2 separate regions of the Capra hircus genome follow, and region 1 is linked to region 2. The links are chromatin contacts, called in public Hi-C maps. All regions are on one chromosome and are shown on one strand. The core of a region is the stretch at or near the end of the contact, and the rest is flanking DNA. Distances in the headings are between cores, read along the strand shown.

Region 1 (4,378 bases), core at 1,473-3,972, 120 kb after region 2:
CAACCTGCGTTCCAGCGCAGAGCTGGCTCATCTGCGACCCAAGCCCGCAGCTGAAAACACAAGTGAGCACAAAGAAAATTCTTTAAAGGCATACAGCTCAGGCAACCGCTATAATTAGGACCCACTACAGCCTGAACCGAGAAAAATGAATAAAATCGAGGAATGAGAGCAACAAAGCCAACCACACACAATAAACACAGAGTTAAAAGTATCTTTTCTCCCAAAGAAAAAAGTACTTTTGTCAGAGCAGTAACTGTAGAGAAAATGTAAAACAAACAAAGGTCCCTTCAAAATATGCTAACAGGCATCACAAATAACACTGTGCAATAGATTTGGGGATTGCTGCTGGTGGTCTCAACTTCACTTGAATTCCTAAAAATGTCTACCTACTTCTCCAGTCAACCATTCTCCGTACTTTAAGCAAGAGAGACAAACAGATGGTCAAGATGCTGACACTGCAGGCCTGAGGTTTTTCAACTGTATTTTTTTCAGTTTTCCATCGTTAAAAGAGATGAAATACCGGATAATGTAGCATAAATCTTTAAGAAACCATTTCAAATCTCAGCCACATGCCAAACCAAAACAATCCTGCAACAGGAAATAAACCAGGCACTTGACCTGAAGAAATGCTGAAGCCTTAGCCTTAAAATCTGTAGGAGTTTCACACCTTCTTCAAGGAAAGGTGAGCTAGCCAGTATGAGTCCTAGAAACAGTTCCTTGGAATCATCTCTAGAAACAACCAGAGAAGTAAAGAATAATCAGCTGGAAGCAGATACACCAAGAATAAGGAGCTTCCAGGATTTCCCTCTCCATGTAAAAGCAATTAACTCCTATTTTTAATCTCTTTCTGACGCAAACATCCAGCCAAACTTCTCTCCTTCTAGCTAATCAAAGATAGCTGATGTGTTACTCTAACTTGCTTTAAAAGTCCAATTTGAATGAAAGTCATCATGGATTGAATGACAATGCTTTAGTCTAGAAGAATGAGGTATTTCGAGAGGTAGAATCAAGATAGCAATGCCCTGAACATTTCACAGAAACAGACTCATCCACCACAACTGATACCGGGGACTGGCCAAAGAGTAACTTCCCAACTGATTAACCGAAAAATAATACGTTGCTAATTGAGTGCAAATGAAAAGGGCACCTCCCTATACATTGGGAAACCCTAACAAGGTTATTAAAAATAATTATTTCCCTCCATGCCCAAGTGACTTTGTAACATTCAAATCGATTTGGGTTTTTTTTGTTTTTTTTTTACTGTAAAGGATGGGGGGAGGGGGTGTGTAGAGAGAATGCCTTGATAAGTAAACAAAAAGTCAAAACTCTCCTGGAAACTTGTCACACTCTTCTTTTCCAATCAGCAATTTTTAATCCACTTGAAAAATGCTAGTGGAGAGGGCTTTTGGCAAAGAACTCAAGAATATGCAACTCTGGGGGCACCACCACAGTACTGATATCAAGCTTGGAGAGAATGCTGCTTTTGTCTCAGAGGCAGCCTGTGACAAAAACAGGAACTTTATGGAGAACTGATCACAACTGCCCAAGAAGCCTGATCACATGCCCACCACAGGGCAGCGTTTCTCTCATTGTTGTCCAGGGACTTCTTGAATAATAGTAGCTCGATTTATTCCATTCTTTTAATTCTCAAAACCAATCCAAGCGTCCTTGTAACAATCCATTGTCAAAAGAAAGACCGTGCCGGCCAGGATTTGCAATGTAACCAGTAGCCACCTCTCTCCTTTCCTAAGATTCCAAAAGGAGATCAGATGCGGAAAATTCAGCCCGAATACAGGCACCGAGGGAAGAAAACAACAACAACAACCCTTTTGACAAACGTGGTCTAAAAGCCGCCCCGTGTGTCTCTCTGGGTTAATGCCACTGCTTCTGGCCTCCTTAGAACCCTCAACGGCCCACCCCGCTTCTATCTCACTCCTGTCACTGGGGAGGCATCTCGCATTGTTAAACAAGGAAGAAGAAATGCTGGCGGATTTCCCCTGTGTCTCTCTCTTTTTCTGAAGGGGGGAAGGGGAGCTGAAACAGGCGTGGGGCCCTCCCCTGGAAGAGAGTACAGGAGGACCTGAGCAAGCTGTCAGCCACCCCGCCGGCGGCCTCACCCCCACCCCGCCCCCACCGTGCCCCGGCGCCCGGGCAGAAGCCTGAAGCGGGAGGACACAGCTTTGTCTGGGGTTTGGGGGGACAGGGGAGCGCAGAAGCAGCCCGAGCCTGAAGACCTCTCCCCCCAGCCCCGGCTCCCCCGCTCCCAGAGAACACAATCAACCACACGGAAAGCCACTTTCCGGGGTAGGAGAGGAGGAGAGCGACCCTTCACGTGAAGCCCAGGCCAGATTTCCGGCACCCTCCTCCCCTCTGCCCGCACGGCCACCAGGGCGCGCGGTGGGAACCCGGTCTCCCCTCGCCGCGATCCGCAGCGGCGCCCGGGCGCCCGCTCCCTCGCCCGGCTCCTACCCTCCGAGAGCTCCAGCTCCAGCTCCGCCAGCTGCGCCCGCACTTCGGGCGGCAACGCCGCCACCGCAGCCGGCGAGGGCTCCAGGCCTCGCTCCGCCATCCCGGCTCTACCAGCCACACTCCGGAAGACAAACGAGGGGGCCGAAGGAGGGACGGACTGACGCGGGCCCACACCCCGGCTACAGGATCCGGCTCCGGCCGCCGAGCGCCGCCAGCGCACCCACTGCCGCCGCCGCCATGAGCAAGGGTCACGTGAACCCGGCGGCCCCGCCCCCGGACCCAGGACGCACCGCCTCCGCAGGCGAGTCAAGCTGCGGACTCCCGGGCTGATGGCGCCCTCTACTGGGAGATTCCTGAAACTACGAGTCCAAGCCCGGGGCCACGATTTCTCTCCAGAGAAATGGGCTCACTGTGTTGCTGTGGACCCGGACGTTTACCTTTTACGAACTCGCGAGGAAGGAGTTCTCAGGGGCCCCAGGCCTTGCTTTTTCCAGTTCTCTGCACCTAATAGTGTATGCTTTTATCTTGCCCCTTTATTCGTTTCCCGGGCTAATTGACACCACCCATTCATAATGACTTGAACTCAGGCAGTTCTTTTCACTGGGGCTTCCTGGTCACATTTACCAGGAGCTCTTTGTTTCTAAGGGGCTTCCCAGGTGGCGCTAATTGGCAAAGAACCCGCCTGCCAAAGCAAGACATGTAAGACACTCAGGTTCCAATCCCTGGATCTAGAAGATCCCCTGGAGGAGGGCATGGCAACCCACTCCAATATTCTTGCCTGGAGAATCCCATGGACAGTAGAGCCTGGCAAGCTATGTTTCTATTTCAGTTCTAGCATTTAAGACAGAAGGAGGAGAATCTGCGTCCTCCTGCCTAGACTTCTGACCTCTTCCCAGAGGAGAACTTTGTCTTCCTTATCTTTTTATCATTCTTAATGTATCATTAATAGGTGTTCCAAAAGTATTAGTATTTTAATTCAACTTAAGGATCCAGACCTGTATGTATTTTTTACTACTTACGTATTTATTTTTAAATTTTTGGTTGCTCTTTCTTGCTGTGTGCTGGCTTTCTATAGCTCGGTGAGATGGGGCTACTCTTCATTGCCTTGCACAGGCTTCTCACTGAAGTGGCTTCTCAATGTTGTGGAGCACAGGCTCTAGGCACTTGGGCTTCAGTAGTTGCAGCAGGTGGGCCTCAGTAGTTGTGGCCCGTGGGCTTTCGTTGCCCATGGAATGTAAAAATCTTCCCAGACCAGGGCTTGAACCCATACTCCCTGCGTTGGCTGGCAGATTCGAGTTCACTGTACCACCAGGGAAGTCCAGACCTGTGGGTGTATTTATCAGAAACTACTGGGACAGTTGGGAGAAGGCAATGGCAACCCACTCCAGTAGTCTTGCCTGGAAAACCCCATGGACAGAGGAGCCTGGTAGGCTGCAGTCCATGGGGTCGCGAAGAGTCGGATACGAGCGACTTCACTTTCACTTTTCACTTTCATGCACTGGAGAAGGAAATGGCAGCCCACTCCAGTGTTTTTGCCTGGAGAATCCCAGGGACGGGGAGCCTGATGGGCTGCCATCTATGGGGTCGCACAGTCAGACACGACTGACGTGACTTAGCAGTAGCACTGGGACAGTTGCTTTAAATTGCCATTCTTTAATAGTATTGTCTTTTATGTAAATGCCAAATCTCCCCATACAGTTTGAGAGAATTCCAGTATTTTTTTTCCCCTTCCATGCTAGTCCAAAATTGGTGCTTTGAGAGTTAAGGCCTCAGCATCTATTCTGTGGTAGTTTATGGGCTGGAAGGGGGAAAAAATTTTTTTTTAGGCTGAGAAAAGAATTTCAGCTTGGAAAAAGGCGTGTAACATCATGCCTGATTGGATAGTAGAGTTTGAAATTTCCTTTTAACT
Region 2 (4,109 bases), core at 1,393-3,892:
ACCTCAGATATGCAGATGACACCACCCTTATGGCAGAAAGTGAAGAGGAACTAAAGAGCCTCTTGATGAAAGTGAAAGAGGAGAGTGAAAAAGTTGGCTTAAAGCTCAACATTCAGAAAACAAAGATCATGGCATCCGGTCCCATCACTTCATGGGAAATAGACGGGGAAACAGTGGAAACAGTGTCAGACTTTATTTTGGGGGGCTCCAAAATCACTGCAGATGGTGACTGCAGCCATGAAATTAAAAGACGCTTACTCCTTGGAAGAAGAGTTATGACCAACCTAGATAGTATATTCAAAAGCAGAGACATTACTTTGCTGACTAAGGTCCATCTAGTCAAGGCTATGGTTTTTCGGGTGGTCATGTATGGATGTGAGAGTTGGACTGTGAAGAAGGCTGAGTGCCAAAGAATTGATGCTTTTGAACTGTGGTGTTGGAGAAGACTCTTGAGAGTCCCTTGGACTGCAAGGAGATCCAACCAGTCCATTCTGAAGGAGATCAGTCCTGGGATTTCTTTGGAAGGACTGATGCTAAAGCTGAAACTCCAGTACTTTGGCCACCTCATGCGAAGAGCTGACTCATTGGAAAAGACTCTGATGCTGGGAGGGACTGGGGGCAGGAGGAGAAGGGGACGACCAAGGATGAGATGGCTGGATGGCATCACTGACTCGATGGATGTGAATCTGAGTGAACTCCGGGAGTTGGTGATGGACAGGAAGGCCTGGCGTGCGGCGGTTCATGGGGTCGCAAAGAGTCGGACACGACTGAGCGACTGAACTGAACTACACAGAACAATAATAACTAATAATTGAGGGGGTATGTAGACAAGGAGGTACTAAAAATGCATTTGTTCTTAAAGTCCTCGTGCTGTTTGGGAGGAGAATTAAGGTTCTAATTGTGACTTGATTTTGAACAGGCATGTTCTCCAACCACAGTAAATGGAGAAACACTCACCTTTGTAAAGAAAACTGAAAACCTAAGCATCTGACTCAGGAAATTTAGAAAAGGAGTGCAAGGAAGGAAAAACATACAGAAGCTGAAAATGATAAATGAGAAAATAAAGACCCACTAAAAAGAAGATCAACAAAATTAAAAGCTTGTTCTTTGAAATGACACACATCTGGGAAGACTGATCAAGAGAAAAAAGAGAAGAGATAAGAGTTATACACAAACAAAGCAAAGGCTTTAAAAATAAAAGAGAATACTGTCATTAACAATAAATTTGAAAACTTATACAAAACAGAAAAATTCCTAGAAAAATTAAACTTACAGAAACTGACTCACGAAGAAGCGGAAAATGTAACTTGGTAATAGGCAAGAGGTGGGGAATGAAGAGACTGCTGAGATGACTTTTAAGCCTAGATGTTGGGCTTATGAATGGGAGTTCCATTCACTCAGAAGTGGAAACTAGAAGTCTGGGAGATGCTGGATAATGTACTAATAATTTTGTGTGAATGTACACATGTAGGGAGGGGAAGGTGCTGTGGTACAGGTGGTATGAGCATAAGTCATACATAACATTTAATGGCTATGTCTGGATAGGTTGGAATGAAGGTTCCTTTAAGATATATAAATGGAGTTGTTAAATATGCAGTTGGATCTATGATCAGGAGTTCAGGAGAGATCTGAGTTGAAGACACATATTTGGGAGTCATCTATAAATGATCATTAAAGCCACAGGGATGGCTGAAAAGCTCTAGAGAGATGTAGCACTGTTTCTCCATACCAGCAACTGCAGCATCACCTGGGAACCTGACACAAACGCAAATTCTCAAACCTCAACCTGGACCAACTGCATCAGAAACGTTGAGAAGTGACAGGGTCCTGAAATCTGTATATACAAGAAGTCCTCCAGTGATCCCAATGCAGGCTGAAGTTTGAGAACCATGGCTGTAGAGTGAGATGTCAAGAGGGCTTGAGGCTTTGCCTTGAGAATTCCAAGATTTAACAGAAGAGGAGGAGCCTGCAAAGACGACTAGCAGCAACAAGAAGAGGGGAGTGAGAAAATGCGGAGAGTGTTTCTAAAGAAGTGTTTCAAGAGGTAGAGTGGCAAGGGACTGGGACAGGCTGAGAAGCGAACAGCTGCTGAGAAAACAGGGATAATAAGCAGAGACAAGTTCTCAGCAGTCTGATCATAAAGGAGAGATAGGGTAAAGGTGGAAGGCGCAGACTAAGGACGATTTTTTTAAAGAGAAGAGTAATGAGCACGCTGATCTGCTGGGGTAAGAATCTGGCTCAGAGGGAGAGGGTGACTGCACAGGAGCGTCGGGGAACTGACAGCAGTGGCACACCAAGGGGGCGATGCAGCTGTCCGCCTCAGTGGGAGCAGATTTCTACTACTCGCAGCATTTACAATTGCTATCCATGGTGATAAGAAATGGCAGACCAACTTTTTGTTGGCTATATCACCACTTTTCAAGTTTCTACAGACACTGCAGCCCTCACTGCCCGCACCAGGGTGGCGCACCCCCACTGCCCTGTGCTTGGTGTCACTGGGTGATGGAATACGGTTTCTGAAAAGGGAGGAGGGGAGGGGATCCAAAGCACTGGTGGAAGGACTGACCCTGGCTAGGATGGAGAGATCTCCTTTTAACCAGAAGGCAGGAGGTCATAAACATGATGGGCACTAATATGGTGAGTTTGAAGTTCTGATAGCAGGAAGCTGAAAGAGCTGCCATCAAATGACTTCTATTTCCCCCATGAGATCTCGTGCACAACCATCCCCACTGTGAGATGCCATGTCACACTCCCTTGGCCTGCTTTAATCCCTTGGCCTGCTTTAATTAAACATCTGATTTGTCAAATCCACGCTCACTAAGCAACCTTCTATATGTGATCAAGCTCCCCATATAGGCCTGCCCGTGGGGCAAGAATGTGCTGACCACAGAGACTAGAGTGTGTCTCAGTGGTTTCTCACAGTAAATTGATAAACTGGTTTTTGAACATGATTTAGTTTCTATATAACCTGACTACAAAGAGCAGACAGAGCATGGTCCTTTTTATAGTTACATTCCTTATTGAGTTATTTTCTCAGGATCTGATTGCTTCTGCACAAAGTGACTACAGTAAATCTCTGGGCCTACAGAGGCATGGGCCAGATCCATAATTAAGCAGCCAATCAGAGGACTCCCCTTCTGTGACAGGCCTTGCTCAGCAAAAGCTGGCTTTTCATTAGCTGTCACTGGCCTGATTTCTACCTCTTTTCTCTCAATTCATTTCTACATCCATCTGTTCATTAAGATACTTTAAACTGACTATCTAGGCATTGACCTACTAGTTTTTACAGGGAGGAATTTCCAAAAATAGTGCAGGAAATAACACAAGGACGTTGGTGAAATCTATTGGTATACCACCATTATTCATTTATGTATTCCATTATTCATTCAACAAATATTTACAAGCTATATACCTTGTGCAAGGCTTAACATTAGAACCATGGGGGCTCCAGAGTCCTCAAGGGATTTATAATCCAGAAATAAAAGCAATGATTATTAGTTCCACAAAAAACAGTCATGTGGAAACAGACTCTGATTGCAGGGGGGAAATGAGAAATAAAGAAAAAATTCCTCATAGTAAAAGTGATTAAAGTAGAAACAGGCCATCAGAGGAAATCCTGGATGCTGAGTAACTTCAAAAATATGATGACTTAGAAACAGACAGCCTTGCCTAGAGGCAAAGGTTCCAGCAACCCGTCTGGAAATAAGCACAAAAGTGACTCAGGACATTCTGATATATAAAGAACATGCCAGTCTTTCTGCACAAGTCAGGCTGCAAAAAGGTTTATTTAGGGTTCTCATCCCCAAATCCCCAGGTGCTGCAATCTTTGGTTTCTTCTGCAATACCGAATCTGTCCCTCCTTCTCATCTTTGCCTCCCTTGCTTCTCTCCATCACAGTTCATACTCAAGCATTAGAAGCGGTTTTTCTATGACCTAGAATCTTCTGCCATTGAATCATGTCAGCGACACACAGACACAGTGACTACCACCCAAGCTCTGTATGAATGATTTGATGACCTTGGGTATTTTTTAAGTGCCTACCACACAGCAGATGCTCAATTAAGATTCATTTCCTCCTTTCTTTCCTTCCTTTTTTTTCCCTTCCCTGG

What was found. A called contact is a pair of places that touch in the nucleus more often than the background predicts.
Region 1: a contact with region 2 is called in a Hi-C map of liver, with 3 times the contacts expected there. The contact joins the promoter of DIP2B here to the enhancer-like site in region 2. A contact is called at or near these places in 4 of 5 Hi-C or Micro-C datasets (blood and liver).

Annotation. Positions count from the first base shown.
Region 1 is chr5:29,062,074-29,066,451 of ARS1.2, forward strand. DIP2B (disco-interacting protein 2 homolog B) reads right to left here and starts at 2,723. Exons shown (of 37, transcript XM_018047794.1): 1 at 2,470-2,723. The coding sequence starts at 2,569.
Region 2 is chr5:28,947,094-28,951,202 of ARS1.2, forward strand. The region is part of intron 2 of DIP2B (disco-interacting protein 2 homolog B); the gene reads right to left. Among named protein-coding and RNA genes, the nearest start is that of DIP2B, 120 kb to the right of the region's middle. Within about 2 kb of position 2,643, at least 1 of the 5 cell types and tissues checked has an H3K27ac peak or open chromatin away from gene starts, as enhancers often do.